Linked DNA regions of Mus musculus: regions 1, 2 and 4 are each linked to region 3. A link is a contact called in public ChIA-PET, Hi-C and promoter capture Hi-C data. All regions are on one chromosome and are shown on one strand. Each heading gives the region's core, a stretch centred on a gene start, on an enhancer-like site or on the middle of the called end of the contact. The rest is flanking DNA. Distances are from core to core; before and after follow the strand shown. Region 1 holds the start of Pcbp2 (poly(rC) binding protein 2). Region 2 has its middle 21 kb from the start of Mir688. Region 3 holds the start of Hnrnpa1 (heterogeneous nuclear ribonucleoprotein A1). Region 4 holds the start of Espl1 (extra spindle pole bodies 1, separase).

The links. Promoter capture Hi-C pulls out the DNA fragments that hold promoters and counts their contacts. Hi-C and Micro-C count contacts between places; a contact is called where the count stands out from the background. ChIA-PET counts read pairs in DNA pulled down with a chosen protein or histone mark.
Region 1: a contact with region 3 is called in an RNA polymerase II ChIA-PET map of memory CD8 T cells, with 20 read pairs. The contact joins the promoter of Pcbp2 here to the promoter of Hnrnpa1 in region 3. A contact is called at or near these places in 1 of 39 promoter capture datasets (liver) and 5 of 115 datasets of contacts at active chromatin or transcription factors (bone marrow-derived macrophages, lineage negative bone marrow cells, memory CD8 T cells and 2 more).
Region 2: a promoter capture Hi-C map of neural stem cells shows a contact between it and region 3. The contact joins the enhancer-like site here to the promoter of Hnrnpa1 in region 3. A contact is called at or near these places in 2 of 39 promoter capture datasets (cranial neural crest and neural stem cells) and 8 of 115 datasets of contacts at active chromatin or transcription factors (craniofacial prominence, embryonic forebrain, embryonic stem cells and 4 more).
Region 4: a contact with region 3 is called in a Hi-C map of B cells, with 10 read pairs. The contact joins the promoter of Espl1 here to the promoter of Hnrnpa1 in region 3. A contact is called at or near these places in 1 of 39 promoter capture datasets (pre-B cells), 1 of 484 Hi-C or Micro-C datasets (B cells) and 2 of 115 datasets of contacts at active chromatin or transcription factors (bone marrow-derived macrophages and embryonic stem cells).

What each region holds. Positions count from the first base shown.
Region 1 is chr15:102,468,681-102,473,864 of GRCm38.p6, forward strand. Pcbp2 (poly(rC) binding protein 2) reads left to right here and starts at 1,952. Exons shown (of 15, transcript NM_001103165.1): 1 at 1,952-2,123; 2 at 4,581-4,722. The coding sequence starts at 4,654. It overlaps Gm36331 (a long non-coding RNA gene), which reads right to left and starts at 1,816. Exons shown (of 2, transcript XR_384469.3): 1 at 1,575-1,816; 2 at 761-1,041.
Region 2 is chr15:102,689,629-102,695,386 of GRCm38.p6, forward strand. No RefSeq gene overlaps it. Among named protein-coding and RNA genes, the nearest start is that of Mir688, 21 kb to the left of the region's middle. Within about 2 kb of position 3,428, at least 128 of the 459 cell types and tissues checked have an H3K27ac peak or open chromatin away from gene starts, as enhancers often do. A contact at or near this core is called in craniofacial prominence, embryonic forebrain, forebrain and 2 more, where this site is marked.
Region 3 is chr15:103,238,535-103,244,233 of GRCm38.p6, forward strand. Hnrnpa1 (heterogeneous nuclear ribonucleoprotein A1) reads left to right here and starts at 1,863. Exons shown (of 11, transcript NM_001039129.4): 1 at 1,863-1,994; 2 at 2,546-2,662; 3 at 2,912-3,058; 4 at 3,369-3,579; 5 at 3,672-3,764; 6 at 3,846-3,938; 7 at 4,110-4,184; 8 at 4,388-4,546; 9 at 5,091-5,246; 10 at 5,425-5,494. The coding sequence starts at 1,980. The coding sequence ends at 5,480. Cbx5 (chromobox 5) reads right to left here and starts at 1,318. Exons shown (of 5, transcript NM_001076789.2): 1 at 1,199-1,318.
Region 4 is chr15:102,294,839-102,299,831 of GRCm38.p6, forward strand. It overlaps Espl1 (extra spindle pole bodies 1, separase), which reads left to right and starts at 1,455. Exons shown (of 31, transcript NM_001014976.2): 1 at 1,455-1,577; 2 at 1,922-2,011; 3 at 3,346-4,401; 4 at 4,581-4,685; 5 at 4,965-4,993. The coding sequence starts at 1,931.

The DNA.
Region 1 (5,184 bases), core at 702-3,201, 770 kb before region 3:
GCATTTGGGAGGCAGAGGCAATTGGATCTTTGAGTGAGTACAGCCAGGGCTCCCCATAGAAACCCTGTCTTAAGAAACAACAACAACAACAACAACAAAATTTATGCATATGTGTATCTGTAGGATAGTTATGTGCACCCGAGGGTGTAAGCACCCTAGCAAGCCAGAAGAGGGCATCAGATCTTTGGAGTTGAATCTTCAGGGAATTGTGAACCCATCTACAGGGAACTGAACTTGGCTCCTTTGTAAGAACAAGTTGTTTTTGTTTGATTTTTGAGAGTGAATCTCACTATGTAGCTCTCAGTGTCCTGAAACTTGCCATGTAGATCAGGCTGACTTCAAAAGATCTGCCTGCCTTTTACCTGCATGTGCCTCGGACTCCTTACAGATGTACCTATTTATTTTGTATGGGTTTTACCTGCCATGTATATATGTGCACCACTTGTGTGCAAGTGCCTGTGGAATCCAGAAGAGGGTGTTGTATCCCATGGAACTGTGAGATCCTATGTCGGTACTGGTGATTGAACACTGAATCTCTGGGAGAACAGTTGGAGAACTATTGAGACATCGTCCCAGTCCTAACAGCCAGTGCGATGGAAAGGGCGTTTGCCATCACGCCTGATGTCCTGAGTCCGATCTTCAGGACCCGCTTGGTTGAAGGAGAAAACTGACTCCTCCTGAAAATCCTCCTTTGACTTCTTCCTGCCTGCTGTGGTGTAAGTACACACACACACACACTCAGTTTGTATACACACATACAAACCGTTTAAAAAAAGGTTTATTGCCTTTTTAAAGACACCAGGATAGTTGTCTTGTGTTGTGTACAAAATTCTGTGTTTTCAAGATGTCTTTTTTTTTTTTTTTTTTTTTTTTTTTTAAGGAGCAACAGGCAACAATAAAGCAGCGTTGCTCTACAGTCCAAGGTGGCCTGAGGTTCACCTTTGTCATCCTTAAGTTCCCCAATGGTATCAGCTTGTATCACACACTGTGCTTGGCCACAGAGTACCTTCTTGTACTGATGTTTAACTTGTTCTTTCGTTCCTATAAATGGATAATTAGACTTAATAAAAAGATTAACCAATTTGGGCAGGAATTCTAGATTATACAGTACTTCTTATATAATAGTGAGATATTCACATGATCAATGTTGTCCTAATACAGTGAAGTTTTAAAGTTACTTTTCTTTCTTTCTTTTTTTTTTTCTTTTCTTTCTTTCTTTTGATTTCTAAAAAGCCCTGTCTGTCCTGGAACTCACTCTGTAGACCAGGGTGGACTCGAACTCAGAGATCTTCCTGACTCTGCCTTTCCAGTGTTGGAATCAAGTTGGGTACCACCACCGTCTGATTTAAGAACATTCTTTTACGTTTTAATTCTTTATTATAATTATTATTGCCTGATTCAGTATCTGGGCTGCAAAATAATGATGTTTTCATTTCTTCTGCACTCACTAAAGTGGATTATTTTTAGAGTAAGCAGTTTGCCTGACACTTTCAGTCTGGCCATTCGTTTTTTATTTTAGACAACTGTTATTTTCCTTTCCCTCCCTCCTATCTTGATCCCAAAGCATTGGCCACCTCTTCGTATTTAGGCCTGAGCTTTCCAGTTCTTCCGCTAGAGGCCACTGGTATCCTCCGCGCCTCTGCGCTGCCGCTCTATCTCAGACCTCGCCGCTGGTTACTGGCCGTCTCGCTGGTGCCGACGCTGTCCAAGGAGCCGCTCTAGGCTCCGGGAAGGCGGTCCGCATTGCGTGGGGAAAGTGTGGACGACGCAGTCGACTCGCCGGCCCCCGGGGCGGTTAGCGCTTCCGGGGTCGAAGGGTGCGCGGGGTTGAAAGCGGCCCGCTCCGCCCCGTCCCCCTCCCAGACCAGCAGAGGCAGCAGCCGGAGCAGCCGCAGCCTGCGCCCTCTCCCGCCCGCCCGCCCTCCGCCCGCCCGCCCGCCCTCCGCCGCCCTCCACCCGCCCCGGGGTCTCTCTCCCCCTTCCTCCTCCTCACCCCCCCCTCCTCCGCCCGCTAGCGGGGCCCCCCTCGCCTTCCCGCCCGCCCCTATTGTTCCGCCCCCGGCCTCCCGCCCTTCCCCTTCCCGCCCGCTCCCCTTTTCCCCTCAGTCGACTCGCGCCTCCAGGTAAGCTTAAAATCTTCTGCTCCGCCGCCGGCAATAGCTTCTTCTTCCACTCGTGACATCCTTCTTGGCGGACTCCGGCCCTATTCTGGAGCCTCGGCCTCTCGTAGACCCGCATGAGCGTCTACTACTTCACTCTGCCTGCCCGGGCATTCACGCGAGGCCCTGGCTCCGGCGCGGCCTAGTAGGCCTCGCGCAGAGCCTGCCCCCTCCCCCCTCCCTCCCGGTGGCGGCTGCGCAGGAGTCAGGGAGGGCGCGCGCGCGGCAGGGGGGGCGGCGGTGGATTTGTTGGTTGAGGGGGGTTGGGGAGGCGATGGCCGGCTTGCTGGCGGGGCGGGTGAGCGCGGCTCCCCGCGGGGGTCAGGCGCTGGCGCAGACACACGAGGAGGCGCTGCTTGTCCGGCCCCTCCCCCTGGGTCGCAGCGCCCCCCCCTGACCGAACCGTTTATTCACCCCCTTTCCCAGTCAAGGGAAAGGGGGGGGGCTTTTTTTTTTTAAGTGGAAAATGCTTGGATGACCCGGGCGGGGGAGGGGAGTGGGGAGCTGCAGAGTTAAAGGGTAGGCGGACTCCCTGTTACCGAGTTACTCTGACGTTCTCTCGGGTAACGAATTTTGAAATTACAAAATGCCTGCCGCTATAAACCAGACCGAGCTATTTATAGAGGGGTAATTGACTGCAGGATTAACAGCTGGATTCCCAGGATGGGGTACACTTAGATTGACCTACTCAGGAGAGGAATTGACAGGTTTCTCAGATTACTTACATGACTTGGAGTTAAAAAAAATACATCTTCGTGCTTTACTTAAGAAATGAATTTGTAGCTAGGTTTTCAGTTTCTTTGCCTTTTGAACTTGTATAACTGTATTTCTAAGGTGATTAATATAACAGTGGGGAAGTGGAACTAACAGTTTTATACTGTATGAGGGGGTGTTAATCTTGCAGACTCAGTGAACAAGCATTGTTTTTCCATAAATGAGATGTTGATTTGTGAGGTTTTTTTTTTTTTGACAGCAATTAACTGTTTTCTGGAAATAGGGAACTGATGTGCTTTAGGGATGCATTTATGTAATCACTTACATCCTGAAGTAACCAGAAGATAGTTTGCATTATATAGAGTGGTGTGACAGTCACTTTAAAGTGCTTTAAACATACTTAAAGTATGGACTTGGGATTCAGAGTTTGGAGGCCAGCCTGGTGTTAATAGTTACATTCAGTACTGGGCAACATAGTGAGGCCCTGTCTCAAAAAAACAAAACAAAAAACCCAACAGTATGTGTATTGTGTGTGTTTATGGCAAAGTGAAAACTGACTGGTTTTATGAAGGGACAAAATTAGTTGTAGGAGGAGAGAAATCATTGATACTGATTTGAAGGGATGAATACTTGCCATGCTATTGGAGAAATTTCAGGGCTTGAGACTCTTGGAACTGTCAGTGTTTGGTGTTAAAGTATTAAAAACAAAAATATCAAAAACCAAATTCTTTGTCTACATAAGTAGTTATTTCAAAGTTGTTTCAGAGGATGAGTAAAAAGGGGCCATCTTGGCAATCTTTCATCAATCAAAGCAAATATGAAGTAAAATTTTAGTACTTTTTCTATTGTATTTGGAAGAAAATTTGGGACTAAAAAGACTTAATTGTGTGATAGTGAAAGTTAAAACAAAAGCACAAGAGAATTTTCTCAAGTGATTAGAGGAAGAATGGGAGCAAAGAACTGAGACGTACAGGATTAAATTTCAAAGGATCATGGAACCCAAAGTTGTGAAGTGTATCTTGAATACTTTTTTCTGTGAGACTCATGAGTGTAGTTATTTTTCTTGTTATTTTGTGATTGTCCCACTGTGTAGTTCTAGCAGCTGCACTTGTTTCTCAATAGGTTGTCCAAGGTAGCCTTGAACTTAAAACAATCCTGTCAAAACTTCCAAAGTGCTGAGATTATACAGAAATGTACCCTTATCCACACATCTAAACTAAAACATTTCAAAATCATTTATCATTCATCAACCTTTGAGATAAGTATATCTAAATTTTAGAAATTTCTATACTAAGTACATTTACATATATAGTCTGTTCACTTCTAACTGCTGTCCAGTAGAAAGCAGGTTGAATTTGTCCTCACTGTAGTTAAAAGTTTGCCCAGCTGTTACTGAGTCCTTTTAAAACTTCCTCAGCTGAAGGACAACTTTTTGCACTTAAGCAATTCACTTAGAACCATTACCAGTGGAATGGTCGGATCTTTCTCATCTCAAGCATCAGTGGAAAGCCTATCATTAATGAGCAAACTGGAAACAAAACCTGATCTGTAAGTGTAAAAGAGTTGTGCTGGGAGTGTTTACAAGTCTGATAGGCTAACACTTTTAAAGAGTCAATTAGATAAGACTGAAAATGGCAAAGTGAAAATAACTGGAAAGGAATTACTCTTTATTTTTCCCCTCTTATTTTGGTCATGCTTACATTTCAGTTTTTGGCTTTCACTCTTCACCAGTGACCAAAGACTTGACCACTCAAAGTCCAGCTCCCTGTAACTGCTAGACATGGACACCGGTGTGATTGAAGGTGGATTAAATGTCACTCTCACCATCAGGCTACTTATGCATGGAAAGGTAGGCACCAGCTTGGAAAATTGGGTCATAGTAACTGCTACGGGAGGGGCCAGGAAAAGCAGACAAGCATCTTGGAGCTCATCAGATTAGCACTGTGGACATCTGGCTTTAGCACTCTTTTCTAGTGGAGTGTGGTGGGAAAATGGACAGCTTTTACTAGGAAGCCTAAGAGAGCAAGAAAGACTTAACAAGTGGCTAGAGCCAAAAAGCAGACATAGCTGCTTGGTGAGGCATTTTGATGTATGTTACGGTTACTTAATTTTAGAAAGAAGATTTTGTTTTGGATTTTCAGTGGTACTGGAGATTGAACTCAGGGTATCTAGGCAAATACCATTAAACTAACCCAGGCCTCTACATATTATACAAAGTTGTGGATTTTTTTTTTTTTAACTTTATTGGATAGTTTCTTTTTATTTATTTACATTTCAAATGTTATCCCCTTTCCTGGTTTTCCCTCTGAAA
Region 2 (5,758 bases), core at 2,178-4,677, 550 kb before region 3:
AGTGCTCTTAACTGATGAGCCATCTCTCCAGCCCCCAAGAACTGTATTTCTAATTCTTTTCTACTTTTATTCTTTTTGTTTTGTTTTTTTTGTTTTGTTTTTTTTGTTCTTTGAGACAGGGTTTCTCTGTGTAGCCCTGGCTGTCCTGGAACTCACTCTGTAGACCAGGCCGGCCTCGAACTCAGAAATCTGCCTGCCTCTGTTTCCCAAGTGCTGGGACTAAAGGTGTGCGCCACCATTGCCCAGCTCTACTTTTATTCTTATAGTGTTTATGCACTCAATAAACATGTTCCCGTGAGCCTGAACCAAGCTAGGTTCCAGGGGCACAAGAAAATGAGACTGAGGTTGGTCATAATGGTGAGTGCCTTTAATTCCAGCACCTGGGAAGCAGAGGCAAGAGGGTTTCTGTGGGTTCTAGTCTAGCTTGGTCTACATAGCAAGTTTCAGCACAGCCAGGACTACATAGAGAGACCCCGTGTCAGAACACAAAACAAACAAACAATAAAAAGAGCCGCTGTCAGAGCTAATGAGGTAATGGACTCATGGTTTGATAACTGCACACGATGTTGAGCACACAATGGGTCTTCAGTGTAAGTTTTGATGGACTGGTGAACCATGCTGCTTTTCAAATAGGCGTTTTACGAATGTTTCAATGAACAACTGAGGAAAAAGCCTCTGATACAGATACAGACATCTTTCAATATGAACCCGAATCTGGAAGATGATGAAGTAGGCACTATTGTTATCAATACATCATGGAGGGAACCCAGAAAAAGCTAGGAAATGGAGGCGGAGTGGAACGTAGCAAGTCAGATTCTACACTATGCTGTCTACTCAATAGACCAGGATAGTGGAGAATGGAGGTTTTCAAGGGGCTGTGCAATTCACTCATTACTATGTAACATACAGAAATCACTTCATCTTTCTGGTCTTCCGCCCCCATACCCACCCCCCAATTACACAGGAATTAAAGCTAACGCCTGTGAGTTCAGGTCCAGTCCTCCTTCTACCAGTGACAATCCCCTAAGTTTGATGCCTCAGTGACACAGGGACACCTTCTGTGTTGTCTCTCATAAGATGGATGTCCTGTCTTTGAGAGCAATATATATAGGCTGAGGTTTCATACATTTTTCCCTGAGGCAAGAATGGAGAGAGCTTCAGGATGACTTCAGGTGGACCTGGGCTTCATTGTGTGACTTCCCCTCTCAGTTGCTGGTTTAAATGAGAATATTTCCTGGCATACAGAATTCTTGCCACCAAAGGTTCATTCAGAAAGCACATAACCAAAACGAGGTTGTGACTGAAAGATGGGATGGCTCAATTTCTTTCTGATGGACAACTTCAGGAAACTAAAACCAGGTAACAAGAAACAGCAGAGAGAGAGAGGGGTAGGGGGGTAGGGGTAGGGGTAGGGGTAGGGAGAGGGACAGGGAGAGGGAGAGGGAGAGGGAGAGGGAGAGGGAGAGGGAGAGGGAGAGGGAGAGGGAGAGAGAGAGAGGAGAGTTTTAACTTCCCAGAGGAGCCTCCACATAGAAACAAAAGCTGTCTAAAGATGCCCTGCACGGTCCCTCTATAGGTAGGATATTGCCTCCCACTTATGCAAAGGATGATTATATGAACACTGTGCACAGTTGGCCAGCACCAGCCAGTATTTTCAATTGGTACAGTCAAACAAAACCTGGCTTTGCCATACTGTTCATGTTGCTGTTTGACAGATCTTGTTCCCACATCTCCCTTGCTTGAATTTCAAAGGTCAAGGGTAGCCACTTCTGGATGCTAGCTCTCCTAGGATTTCTGTACTACAGACAGCCTAGCCAGGCAGCCGTTGTGAGCTTTGCCTTCACCACCTTCTTGAGCTCCAAATTCATCTTCTCTCTATCTCTCTCTCTCTCCCTCTCTCTCTCTTTTCAGAAACATTTTCTGTATTCCTTTGTAAGCTTCTATCCTCGCCTTACCCTGTCCCTGAATAGAATTCTACAGACACCAGAGGAGAAAGAATAATTAAAATCAACCTCTCTGTCCCTCTGTCTCAGTAGTTGTGGCCCTCTCCCCCCTCCTCCCCTCTGCCCCTCCTCCCCCTCCCCTTCCTCTCCCCTCCCCCCTCCTCTCCCCTCCCCTTTATCCCTCTTCCCCTTATCTTCCCCTCACCTCCCACCCCCACTCCCACCTCTAACCTCTGCCAGTGGTAGGCTGATTTCATCTCAGGCCTCCCTGCAGTGCTCCTTCCCAGTAATGAAACAAGTTTAATTCCTCATAGGAGACAGGTATAGCCTTTTCAGGAGTCACCTGAAGTTGCCGATTTCTGTGGCTTGTCAGTCTCCCGCTAGGGGCCTGGTGACTAGTGCTCTGGGTCGGTGTGCATGTGTCTATAGACATTTTCTTTAAGCAGGACACTTTGGTTATAAGTTAGATTCTAAGTGTATGGGAGGGGAGCTTTTGGGATAAGGGGAAGAATAATTTCCACCAGTGGGAGTGGGGATTCAAAGAGAAGTCTTGATCCCTGTCTTCTTGGCAACTCCCAGTATGTGGAGAAAAACATCAGCGATCAGATAGGGTGAACCAGGGCTTCAAAGGAGCTTGGGGGAACAGAGACACTTCGTATACAAATCTAATACAAATGGACTGGCAGATGCTTTAACGCTGGGACATCTAGGACACAGGACAGGAGGCATGTGGTACATGGCTCTGGTGGCACAGGTCAGGCCTTCCAGAGAGCTTTGGGGACTGCGCTAGGGGACAGTGTCCGCAGAGGTGAGCTGCGAGCCGCAGCTGGGCACTGACATCAGGCAGCCGCCTTTCAGGGTCTGCCGCAGAGCTAAGCACAGGCGAGCTGGGTGAAGGATCCGGACAGACCTGCCTGGCTCTCCGGTCCCTCTACAGTCTGACCCCGTGGGCCTCGGCTCTCGTCTCTGTTCTCCCATTGGTAACCGCTCCTCCCACTTCCCCTGGATAATCTTCTGACATCTCTTCAAATCCAATTATCGAATTAATTGACGTGCGACGCGAGAGGCAAACAGAGAGGGGTGGCAAACTCCACGGGGCTCAGATTTATCCTCCGGCCTCTACACGCCCCGGCCGGCGAGATTTACTGGGTCTCCAGCACCGCGACAGTTCAAACCTTTGATTAATCATGTTTTTCTCCCAGCCCTATAATTTAGTTGCTCTTTTTCCCTCCCTGCCTTTTTTTTTTTTTTTTTTTATCAGTAGAAACAGAAACGAAGTCCTCATCAGCTTCAATTACAAATATTAAGGCTCCGGACAGCATTTTGACAGAGAGGCGGCCGGCCCCGCTCCGTCCCGCCCCCCTAAATCATCGCCGAATTAACATCACAATCGGCGGCTGGCGCGCGTTCAGACTTAAATGGTGGCATATTGTTCGCGCACGGTCTCGGCCAGACCCGCGGGATCGCTGCACCGGGCGGTCGCCTCCGCCCCTCCGCCACAGTCCCCCTCGGCCTCCTTGGAGGCTGCCGCTCGCCATCACCGCAGCGCGCCAGGCCCTGTAGCCGGCAGGGGGCGCTGCAGGCGGGGCGGGGGTGCGCCAGGGTGGGCGTGGAGGCGTTTGTAGCAGGGTGAAAGCCCCAGCGCTTCGTCCGGAGTGGGAGGGGAGGACGGTTTATTTATGCAAACCAGATGCAAATGAAGGCTCAGAAGCTGCTGATGTGGGAATACCACTTTCCAGACCTTTGGATGAGATTCTGACCCCTCACAGGTTTTGGCCGAGTGACAAGGAGGTAGGAGCAGCAGAGGATCCCGTGAGGCACGATTTCTTCAATTCCTGGCACATTAGAGAAAGTCGGACCTAAATTACAATTCAAAGGCTCAAAGATAAGCTTAAGGCAGGAAAAGGTGAGGTTCCCTGCCGGGTCTGTAGAATTTAGAAGGCCCTCCAAAGTAGCCAGTTTTTAATGATGAATTTTTTGGGGGGGGTGGTGCGGAGTGGGAGTGAGGTATACTTCGCTCTCCCACTCCAGAGATGAAAAGGGACAGTTATTATTCTGACCCTATCAAGCCTTTGCGATTGAAAGAACTCAGGAAGAAAAAAATGTCAATCCAGGTTTCTAGATATTTTCGTAGTCACCTGCCTCTCCAGTTCGGGCCGCATCAATCGCCAGGACCCAAATTTTGCCTAGCAACATCTCAACCAATCAAGATGCAATTAAACCTGCCAAGTCAGCTCATCCTTAACTGGGATTGGCTGTGCGCGGTATGCGTATCCCAAGTTTTCATTGGCTGGCTGCCACCTGTATGGAAATGAGAATTACCCCGGACTCTGAGGCAGTTTTCAGAGGTGCAGACCTGTGGCTTACTGCGCTGAAAATACCCCCGCAAGCTCAGAGCCCAACCTATTCTTGCTCTATGATATTCTACCCTACAAAAGAGATCTCTCAAACTTCCCCCCTTCTTTTTCTACTGCGCCCCAGCTTGGGCCCAATCTGAGAGGAATTCGACCCAATAACGCAGAAGTAGTGCAGATGTACAGATTTTTGGCAGTTTCCGCATCTCCTTGAACTGTCAGGAGTTTGCCCTTTGCTTTAATGCTGTCACTATTCCTACCCCTGATCATTCTTCCTCGTCCACCCCAGGGGTGGCTTCTCGCCATGTGAAATCCCTCACTCACTTAGCCACTGTTCTTAAAACCCCCTCTATGGCTTCAGCTCTCCCAACTTCCAACAGTCCCCTGCTTGCTACTCAAAATCCAGGCAGTTCTCACAACAATCCAGTTTAGGAGGGAGTTAGAGGGGGAGACGACACCCTCCCCTAAAAAAAAAAAAAAAAAAAAAAAAGCCTCCATCCTCTTTCCTCATCCATTTTCTCCGAGGGAGCCGAGTTTGACAGCGAATTCATTCCGAGCGGGGAGGGTGATTTATTCTTCAAATATACCGACAAGTGCGGGCATGATGGAGCCCATTAAAATGTTGGGAGATTGTTTTTATGATTGAAGTCTGTATTACTCCAACCATAAAGAAAGAGAGCAAGGAGTCATTAGCATTTTCATGATGGTGTATTTCTGCTTGTCTCCGCGCCATCACTCATCTTTACTGCCCGTCCCTTTGCTCTCGCTCTGCTACAACGAGGAGAGACTGAAGCCTGAGCTGGGGTTGGGGGCTGCGGGAGGCGGGAGCCAGAGATCCCCCCCGACGCTCTGCCCTTCACGCCAAATCCTCACCCTCTCTGGGACGCAGATACAGGGGTGAGAGGGACACAGAGGATATGCCTCCACTTCTTTAGCCAGCTCCTCCTGCCCCCGCACCCCCCCCCCAGGTGGCAACAGGATGTCCTGTCCAAATGGTCTTTGAAGTCCTGGAGGGGCTGGCCTTGCAGATAGGCCTTCTTTTCTTTGGCTCACTCTTTCCTGACCTACACACCCCTTGGAGCTCTCCAGATTCATCTCTATGGGAGTGAATATGGGAGTTCTTGTCAAAGTGCCTTGACTTGGAGATGTCCGGGTAGGGAAGAACAAGAGGAAGGAGTCCTGAGCCTGTGGGTTGGGAACTGTTGGGAAGAAATAGGAAGTTTGGGCATTTGGCTTTTGATTTTGCTACTTTGGAAAAGGCCGTGTCTCTATCCATCCCCGCCCCCCCCCCCCAGCTCCCACTTACCCCCAACCCTCTTCACAGAAATCTTCAATTCTTTGCAACCCTTCACAGCAAGACCCTCCAGCACCGCAAGGAAGCAATTCATCCCTTCAACATATGGAAATCAAAATAGCTGTAGTCGGGACTGGGAGGTAGCTCAGAGGTAGAGCACTTGCCTG
Region 3 (5,699 bases), core at 613-3,112:
TGGAATCAAAACAATGAATAACAACTCAAGATATGGTGGAGTCTTCTGTCCCCAACACCCTAAATACCTCCTAAATGAATCAGCTTTTTCACCCCACACCAGACATCCTCAAATGAACAGCAGAAATAGGAGCTTAGAGTATCTTGAATGTTAGGGGAGAAAAATGTTCTTCGGAGAAGAGATTCAGATAAAAGAATTGGGAACATGAATGGTGGTGACAAGTACATGATGACACAAAACAAACAAACAAAAAACCAAATGTGTCTATTTTTATTAAGGTTTTCATTATTTCATCAATGACAATTATCCCTCAAACATACAGGCCTTGGCCCCACTGTTTCCATAGAAGCAACACGTTTTGACTTTTGACATGTAACTCTCAAAAACTTTCATAGAGATAGAAATACAAATACAGTGTCCCTGGAAATGGGTGCTAGTGGTTAAGTCTATTTTTCTTGGATGCTTTTCATTGCAAGTACTTTACCTAAGTCATCTCATTCAAAATTTCAATATTCTTCTCTTAAAAGTTTTCAAAGACTAAAGGCACGTTCTCCAAAGTCTCAAGTGAAGGGAGGAACGTACCAAAAACTACAAGAAAAATGATTAACTCAAGGGCCACAAGAAAACATATGTTTTCCCTAAGGTAATATACAGAATGAATGCCTTAGTTATAGGAGTCATTTTAAGTTAAAATACTCGCCCCCACAAATGCAAGAGTAAGCTTTATTGGGGGGGGGAGGGGGGAATCCTGTCTTTCTAGTGACTCCTGGCTTGCTCTAAGAATTTAACCAGCCAACTCCCGCGCTCCCCACAGGAGTCCAGCCTCTGCCTCTTGGGGAAGGCCGGCCAATCGCGCGCTTGGGGCTCATTGGCTCGGAGAGACGCAACTCAGGCGAGAAAAACCCGCCTCCCACATTCCGATGGCCCAAGGACCGATCGGTAGGCAGCTATAGGAAAACCCAATTGGCCTATAGGCTCGCCAGTCAAATGCTTCGGCAAGGCAGCTTCACAGAACCTGCAAGGATAAAACATCCCGCCCCAGTTGTCCTATTGGCTGGCCCGACCCGTCGCGGCCCCTTCACTGTCGTCGTCCACCCCCCCCCCCACCAGTTCAGCGGTCCATTCATTTCGTACAATAACCGGTGCAATGGGAGCGGGTTCAAGATCTCGTACGGGTAGACGAGACTCTGCCACTTACCCAAGATCTAAAGTGATCACTCACGCTAAGGCCTGCACGGTTCCTCTGTGGTAAAGCGGCACCACAAGCCACCGCTACCGCCGCCTTCTGCGCAATGCCAACCGCCCGCCAAAACGGATCCTTCCCTGCGCCTGCGCAACCAATCCTGGGCTTGGACCTTTTCTCCGCCCAAAACGCCTGCGCAAAACTGGACGCTGGTCCCGCCACTACGCAGGCGCCTAGGTTCACAACCCTCTCCCGCCCGCCATTTCACGTGTTCCAGGCAGCAGGCGGAACATCGTAGTGCGCCGGCGTGAACTCGCCATTTTTATTACACATGCGCCTTATAGGGAGTGGCTGGGAAAAGTCGCGGTGAGCTACTTTGTAGCGTGCGGTCCTTTGACGAGTGAGTTTGTAATGTTCGGGTGTGGGAAAGTTATGAAAGGCATTTAAAAGACGTGAATACATTCAAATATAAGTGACTGGCTAGTTAGCCAATCAATGCGATTAAGGATAAGATCCCTTGGGGCATCAGTGACTCAAAGGGGCGGAGTCTGAATAGAACGCCCAAACGGATGCCGTTTCTTAGCAGGGCGTCTTCACGGGCCAATGGTGGGAGGGAATAATTTCAAATCTCCAATAAGACTCAAGTAAGGGCGGAGTCTACCAATACCGAGAGCGAGGAGGCGGGATAAAAGGGCGAGCAGAAGGTAGGCTGGCGGGCACGTTCGTTATCGTATTCCTTTCTGCTCTTTGACGCTGCCGAGGAAGCATCGCTGAAGGCTCTCGTAACTCTACCGTCATGTCTAAGTCCGAGGTAAGTTGGATGCGCTTTGCAGCTTCTCTTTCTTCCACACTTACTGAATATAGCGGGATGTGACGTGTTTTGCTGCTCGCACCCGTGGTTTCGGTGTTTTATCGATTAGTGCTGAGGCCTACTTTAAAAAAATGCAGGTCGCCATTTTGTCCTCATAGTCACCATGAGGCTGCGATCCGACCGCCATTAACGTCCATGCACTGTTCCTTGTGGCAAACTTCACAGACTAATGATCTGGGGAGTGTGGCCTTTTCTTCCCCTCCCCCATTCTGGTCTAACAATCGCTTGTTAAAGAGATATTAAGTCTTAATGGGGATGGACCCGACTAACCTGTGCCCTTTGTTGCGCGTGCGTATGAAGTAAAAGTAAGGACGCATGCGCTGCGTGCAACTCGAGTGAATCCCCAGCAGCACCTCCTAGCCTAGGAAGGAGCACGTGGTCTCGTGCAGTAATAAAGAACAATAAAAAAGTGTAGCATGTGTTGTTGCGGGGTGTTGATTCATTTTCCCAGGTTCCAGCCCCTCCGCTAAACACTCCCTCCTCCACTTTAGTCTCCCAAGGAGCCAGAACAGCTGCGGAAGCTCTTCATCGGAGGGCTGAGCTTCGAAACAACCGACGAGAGTCTGAGGAGCCATTTTGAGCAATGGGGAACACTAACAGACTGTGTGGTAAGATTAAAAGAAACAAAAGGAAGAGCTGGCTTATTTCTTCCGATTTAATCTGCTGCTTCTTAGCTAAATTGTTTTGTGAAGTTAACTAATGGGATGGTAAAAAAAAATCTGGGGCTTTCTTCAGATCTGTAAGAAGCTTACATTTCCACCCCCCCACTCTGAAGTTTCATGTTTGCCTTGATCAGACTAGGAATGGCTTTTGATTCTGAGATCAGGCAGTGTATTGATTGAATTAACTCTAAACAGGTAATGAGAGATCCAAACACCAAGAGATCCAGGGGCTTTGGGTTTGTCACATATGCCACTGTGGAAGAAGTGGATGCTGCCATGAATGCAAGACCACACAAGGTGGATGGAAGAGTTGTGGAACCTAAGAGAGCTGTCTCAAGAGAAGTGAGTGGTTTTTCTCTTTAACCTGAGACTATGATTGGGGCAGTCCTCAATTGGGAGATCCCCCCCAAGTGGTATTAAAGGCGAGGGCCTGGAGGTGGTGGCACACGCCTTTAATCCCAGCACTCCGGAGGCAGAGGCAGGTATATTTCTGAGTTCGAGGCTAGCCTGGTCTACAGAGTGAGTTCCAGGACAGCCAGGGATATATAGAGAAACCCTGTCTCTGAAAAAAAGGGGGGGGTGGGCCACCACACCTTCCCAGTCATTTAGAAACTGCTACTACTAAATAACTGAAGTCATTTTTCCTTTTTAGGATTCTCAGCGACCAGGTGCCCACTTAACTGTGAAAAAGATCTTTGTTGGTGGTATTAAAGAAGACACTGAAGAACATCACCTACGAGATTATTTTGAGCAGTATGGGAAGATTGAAGTGATAGAAATTATGACTGACAGAGGCAGTGGGAAAAAGAGGGGCTTTGCTTTTGTTACCTTTGATGACCATGACTCTGTGGATAAGATTGTTAGTAAGTATCAGAGGACTACGTGTTCCTTAATGACTCTGGAGTCCTCTTGTGTTTTTTTTTTTTACAGTCCTGAATCTACCTTTTTCTCTTAGTTCAGAAATACCATACTGTGAATGGCCACAACTGTGAAGTAAGAAAGGCTCTGTCGAAGCAAGAGATGGCTAGTGCTTCATCCAGTCAGAGAGGTGCGTTAATTTTTGGTTAGATTGTGGGCGCCAGCATGAATTACTATGGGTTAGCCTAATGATCCAAAAATCTCTTTTAAGGTCGCAGTGGTTCTGGAAACTTTGGTGGTGGTCGTGGAGGCGGTTTTGGTGGCAATGACAATTTTGGTCGAGGAGGGAACTTCAGTGGTCGTGGTGTGTATGGTTTATTTTTGATTCCTTGTTGGTTTCAGAGCTTTTAAATATTAACTGCTACCCTGTGTTTCCAGCATTTATGGATTTTACCCGAATATAGTTCTAGTACAGAATTAGATTTTGATAAGCATTCATGTATAAAGCCTGGTTTAAAGCTTTGGTTTCTTCCAGGTGGCTTTGGTGGCAGCCGTGGTGGTGGTGGATATGGTGGCAGTGGGGATGGCTATAATGGATTTGGCAATGATGGTAAGTTTCCTAAGGAGTCTGTAAGTAATGGTTTCTGGAAACCTGTACCTTTAGAGTAGGCTAGTAGAAACTAAACTTAGTGCATGACAAAGTTCGATCAGTCCCATAAATGTGCATGCTATGAGCAGCCTTTAGCTATTATCTTGCATACATTTTTCCTGTTAAATACTTTTGTCTTATTGAGAAGACTTGTATTCTTATAGGTGGTTATGGAGGAGGCAGCCCTGGTTACTCTGGAGGAAGCAGAGGCTATGGAAGTGGTGGACAGGGTTATGGAAACCAGGGCAGTGGCTATGGCGGGAGTGGCAGCTATGACAGCTATAACAACGGAGGAGGCGGAGGCGGCTTTGGCGGTGGTAGTGGTAGGTATCCAGTGATGCAGGTACTTGGCTTGGAGCTAGATTAGACTTCTAGAGTTTATTATGCCCGTGTTGGACTTTAAAGCTCTTAAAGCATTGTGGGTGCAGTGCATGGTGCGTTACAGTAGGCCTGCTCTGCTGTGCTACCTCCTCCTGGCTTTAAGCTGGGGCCGCCTCCCCCAAAATAAGTAGGTGAATGAGTGGTTAGTGTTGTCTTCAATGTGAGATAGTTAGATCCACACTACAGTTGGATTGAATGTCTAAACTCTGTTGGGACTTCAGGCATTTAGTTGATACATCCAAGAAATGTATGTATTGACCTGGAATACATAAAGGCCTTCAATTCTAACTTGCCACTGAGAAACTTAAGTTGGGTTGATTTTACTTTAAATGCTGGATTATTAACTGAATGCCTCACTCAGAGAATGAAGCCGAAGGGTTTGGAGTTGACAGAAGGTCTATAAATATCATAATCTTTGATTCAGACCCTAAGCACTATTGGCTTGTCAGTCCTCAAAGTCATCAATAGAGGCTTTTCCTTTTCTAGGAAGCAATTTTGGAGGTGGTGGAAGCTACAATGATTTTGGCAATTACAACAATCAGTCTTCCAATTTTGGGCCGATGAAGGGAGGAAACTTTGGAGGCAGGAGCTCTGGCCCTTATGGTGGTGGAGGCCAGTACTTTGCTAAACCACGGAACCAAGGTATAGTATCTATGACAAAAGACTGATAGTTAAATCTCCCTTCAAAGGACATCAACTAAGAGGGTCATATAATCCTTATTTAGGTCATCTTAATTTAGGCCAGGGACTTTTTTTAACAGAACCATTGATACTACGTTGGCACAAAGTATTAAAACAAAACATTGTCTTAATTCTACAGGTGGCTATGGCGGTTCCAGCAGCAGCAGTAGCTATGGCAGTGGCAGGAGGTTCTAATTACATACAGCCAGGTAAGTGCCTCCTTTGTGTGTGTTTGCTAAATGTTATAATTGAACCCAGTAACCCAAATGTAGCTGAGCAGTACAACATAGTTAACATTATAATTTCAGTAAAATGGTGGATGTTAAGTTAATATGCAGTTCAGCAAAATTTGTGGGAAACAACTTGCTCTATTGGATTGTAGCCTTGAGTCTTAATGTGTTTTAGATTAACAAC
Region 4 (4,993 bases), core at 205-2,704, 940 kb before region 3:
CCATTACAGATGGTTGTGAGCCACCATGTGGTTGCTGGGAATTGAACTCAGGATCTCTGGAAGAGCAGTCAGTGCTCTTAACCTCTGAGCCATCTCTCCAGCCCCAGGCCCGCTTTTAAAAAGATTTTTTGTTTTGTTTTGATTTTGAGACGAGGTCTCACTAGACAACCCAGGCTGCCTTTGAACTTTAAGCTTTTTTAGCTCCTCAGCCTCCTTAGTAAGTATTCCCTACCCTCTGGTGGTGGGTGATGTTTGGTACCACCCTTGACTTTATAGTGCATCTGAGAGAGCAGGAGTTAGACTACTTGGTAGGCAGGCAGATAAGGGAGAGGGGCCATGGCTAGGAGATAAAGGTGGTCAATTTCCAGGATGGCTGCTTCTTCCTTATGCCCCTGACTTGAGAAAAAAGCTCGGCATTGTTAGTGTCTGCATTAAATATTGCCATTCCCACGCTGAAATTTTCTAGTGGGGGAGATGTCAGTTTTTTCTCTTATTCCCTCCCCTTCCTATGTCTCCCCCTTTCTTTTTCTTCCTTCCTTCCTCCCTCCCTCCCTCCCTCCCTCCCTCTTTCTTTCTTTCTCTCTCTCTCTCTCTCTCTCTCTCTCTCTCTCTCTCTCTTTCTTTCTTTCTTTCTTTCTTTCTTTCTTTTGATTTTTCCTGAGACAGGGCTTCTCTGTGTAGCCCTGGCTGTCCTGGAACTCAGAAATCCCTACGCTCAGTATTTTGAACCCTGTTTCAAAAAACAAACAAAACAAAAGACTGTGAACGTTCACAATGAATTCTTCCCTTTACTCTTCACTCAACTCTATAGCCTTTCTTATACAACCCATGTAAGATGTAGGCTGGAATCCAAACTTGGGAGGGAGGAGAACCTAGGAGAACCCGGAGGTTGTCCCTGCACCCTTTTCAGTGTCCCTCTCCACAAAGTCAGAGTTTTAAAGAATCCCAAAGACCCTGTGTGGTGGTGTACACCTTCAACCCCAGCATTAGGCAGGTGGATCTCTCTTAGAGGCCAGCCTGGTCTATTTAGCAAGTTCCAGGACAGCTAGGATCACGTAGTGAGAACCAGTCTCAAAAAACAAAAATAAAAACAAAAAAATACATCAAAGGCTATTACACCTTTTCTTTCCTAGTAACGCAAAGCAAGCCATGTGGGTTTCTTATTTTAATTCTCTTGAAATTTAAAATCCTGCCTGAGCTCAGGGAATAAAGGCAAGAAAGACTTAGTGATTGACCACCCAACTGCGAAATGACTGTAATTGACTGAGGTTGAAGAAGGAGACTGTGTCCCAGAGTCTTTCCGGTCCAGAGTTGTACCCGCCCCTCCAGGAACACGTGACAGACAGCGCGGCAGATAAACTACAACTCCCAGAGCGCCACGCGGCCGGCCTGCGTTACGCTTTCTCGCTGATTGGTCACTAGGGATATTTGAAAGGAGGTGCTGGCGCGGAAAACGAAGCGTGCCCACCCGGTGCTTGGTGGAGCTCGGGCTGGAGGACGCTGCTAGGCCGGTGAGGAACGGCAGCTTCGAGGGAATTAAGGCACGGAGGGTCTGGTGAGCGCGCGCTCAAGCCGCGGTAAGTGACATTCCCATTGCTGACCTGGGAAGAAACGGGGCGTTTCTGCGGAGGCTCGGCGGCCCCCGAAAGGGTGTGCTCGGCGCCCAGGACCCTGTGGAGACCCCTGCGGTGGCCTGGTGGGACACTGAGGACAAGGAGCGTCCTGGAGGAAGGAACAGTGGACTTGTCAGTTTGTAACGGGAGCCCAGTTTATATCGGCCTCTCCCCGCATAGGATTTCTGGTGGGATTCTTTGCCTGCTTCATCCTTTGAATCCTCCTACAACTTTCAATCCCTTCTTTCCTCCAGTTATTTCCATTACAACCCTTCGCAGGCTTCTACAAACCATTTCGTTGTATCTAGACTTTTGCCATGAGGAACTTCAAAGGAGTCAACTTCGCCACTCTGCTCTGCAGCAAGGAGGAGACCCAGCAGCTGCTGCCTGACTTGAAGGTGGGACCCTTTATGGCTCAGGACACACCTAGTTTCTGAGATTATCTGTGTTTTTTTCCTTTTCCTTTTTTCTTTTTTTCCGAGACAGAGTTTCTCTGTATAGCTCTGGCTGTCCTGGAACTTACTTTGTAGTCCAGGCTGGCCTCGAACTCAGAAATCCACCTGTCTCTGCCTCCCTAGCGCTGGGATTAAAGGCTTGCGCCACCACGCCCGGCTTCCTTTTCCTTTTTATTTATTGTTTTTATTTTTATTTAAAAAATTATTTTTCCGCCGGGCAATGGTGGCACATGTCTTTAATCCCAGCACTTGAGAGGCACAGGCAGGTGAATTTCTGAGTTCGAAGCCAGCCTGGTCTATAGAGTGAGTTCCAGGACAGCCAGGGCTACACAGAGAAACCCTGTCTTTGAAAAAAAAAATTTTTTTTTCCCCTAGGGCTACTAATGTGATCATCTCCTAAGGACACTCTGGTTTATGTTCTCCGTTTGGGAGAGTTATACATCGGTTTTTGTTTACGTTTTATCATTCTCCTTATAGTAAATTTTACATTCTAATTTTATTTATTTATTTATTCATTTATTTATTATATGTAAGTACACTGTAGCTGTCTTTAGACACTCCAGAAGAGGGCATCAAATTTCGTTAGGGATGGTTGTGAAGCCACCATGTAGTTGCTGGGATTTGAACTCAGGACCTTTGGAAGAGCAGTTGGCGCTCTTAACCACTGAGTCATCTCACCAGCCCTCTAATTTTTAATTAAAAAAAATTTTTTTTTTCCATACTGGGGATTGAACTCAGGATCTCATGCATTCAGGAAAATATTTCACCACGGAGCTATATCTCTATATCTGTTTTCACTTTTAAAAATAACATATCATCTATGTCTTCATATGTTATATACAAGCATATATAATATATAGTATGAAATATGTAAGCTATATATTATCTAAATATTATATATATGTTTAAAGATTTCTGAGACAGGGTCTCTCTACATAGCCCCTGGCTGTCCTGTAAGTCACTATGTAGATGAGGCTGGCCTCGCTCGAACTCAGAAATCCACCTGCCTCTGCCTCTCAAGTGCTGGGATTAAAGGCCTGAGCCACCACTGCCCGGCCTGTTTTCACTTTTTTATTTTGAGACAGTGCTCATTCGCTCAAGCCCAGGAAGCTCTTGAACTTTTCTTCTGTCTTTTTGCCTTCACACAGGCCTGTGTCACCAAGCCTGGCTTGTGTTTTGCCGTAACTTGGAGAGAGATACATGAGAACCTGTGGGGCCCTGTTTCTGCCCCCCCCCCCCTTTCTTTTCTGCTCACGCGGCTTGATTCTTTCTCCTAGGAGTTCCTGTCCAGATCCCGGACTGATTTCCCCAGCAGCCGAACAGATGCCGAAAGAAGACAAATTTGCGATACCATCCTGAGGGCTTGCACCCAGCAGTTGACTGCCAAGCTCGATTGCCCTGGGCACCTGAGGAGTATTTTGGACCTGGCAGAGCTGGCCTGTGATGGCTATTTGTTGTCTACTCCACAGCGCCCTCCCCTCTACCTGGAACGCATTCTCTTCATCCTACTTCGCAATGGTTCCACTCAGGGAAGCCCAGACACTGTGCTGCGCCTTGCCCAGCCTCTCCATGCCTGCTTGGTTCAGAACTCTGGAGAGGCTGCCCCTCAGGACTATGAGGCCGTGACCCGGGGCAGCTTCTCTCTGTTTTGGAAGGGAGCAGAGGCACTGTTGGAGCGGCGAGCTGCGTTCTCAACTCGGCTGAATGCCTTGAGCTTCTTGGTGCTCTTGGAGGATGGCAGTGTCCCCTGTGAGGTCCCTCACTTTGCTTCTCCAACCGCCTGTCGTTTAGTTGCCGCCTATCAGCTGTACGATGCTACAGGACAAGGTCTAGATGAAGCTGATGCCGACTTCCTGTATGAAGTGCTTTCTAGGCACCTGATCAGAGTCTTAGTAGGTGAGGGTGGTAGCTCTCCCGGTCCTCTCTCGCCTCAGAGGGCCCTCTGCCTCTTGGAAATCACCCTGGAACACTGCCGTCGGCTCTGCTGGAACCACCACCACCGCCAGGCTGCCAGAGCAGTGGAGAGGGCTCGTAATCACCTAGAGAAGACCAGTGTAGCTCCTAGCCTCCAGTTATGCCAGATGGGGGTTGAGCTGTTGGAAGCTGTAGAAGAAAGACCAGGGGCAGTGGCCCAGCTTCTGAGGAAGGCAGCAGCCGTTCTTATCAACAGTATCGAGGCGCCGTCGCCCCCGCTCCGGGCATTGTACGACAGCTGCCAGTTCTTCCTTTCAGGCCTGGAGAGAGGCATCAGGAGGCACTGTGGACTTGATGCCATATTGAGTCTCTTTGCTTTTCTTGGGGGATACAGCTCCCTTGTCCGGCACCTGAGAGAAGTGAGTTAAGAACCTACAGTAGGGTGGGGAGTGGCTCTGTAAATAACTGGAAATTCTGGAGCCTTGGTAAGCTGCTCTCTAGGCTGTGCCGGGCTTGAGGGACTCTAGGCAGTACTCAGCACAAAGTTCACCCTCTCCAGGTTTCAGATCAGACGCCTCTTCCTTCATCTCTCCTTCAGGTCTCTGAAGCATCTTCCAAGCAGCAGCAGTGCTTGCTTCAGATGCACTTCCAGGGTTTCCACCTCTTCACCGGGATTGTGTATGACTTTGCTCAAGGCTGTCAGGTACCATCGGACATTCTGAGGTTGCTTCTTAGAAGACCTTTGGGTAACTGGGCAGTGGTAGGGGTGCACGCCTTTAATCCCAGCACTTGGGAAGCAGAGGCAGGCAGATCTTTGTGTTCAAGGCCAGCCTCTATAGAGTGAGTTCCAGGACAGAGAAACCCTGTCTGGAAAACAAACAAACAAACAAACAAAGCTTTGGTTTTGGACATGGGATGAGGTGGAAGTCCTAGTGGACCTTGCATGACTCTTTTAATCCTTTAACCTTCTTGTTCCTTTCAGGCAACTGAGCTTGCTCAGCTAGTGGACGG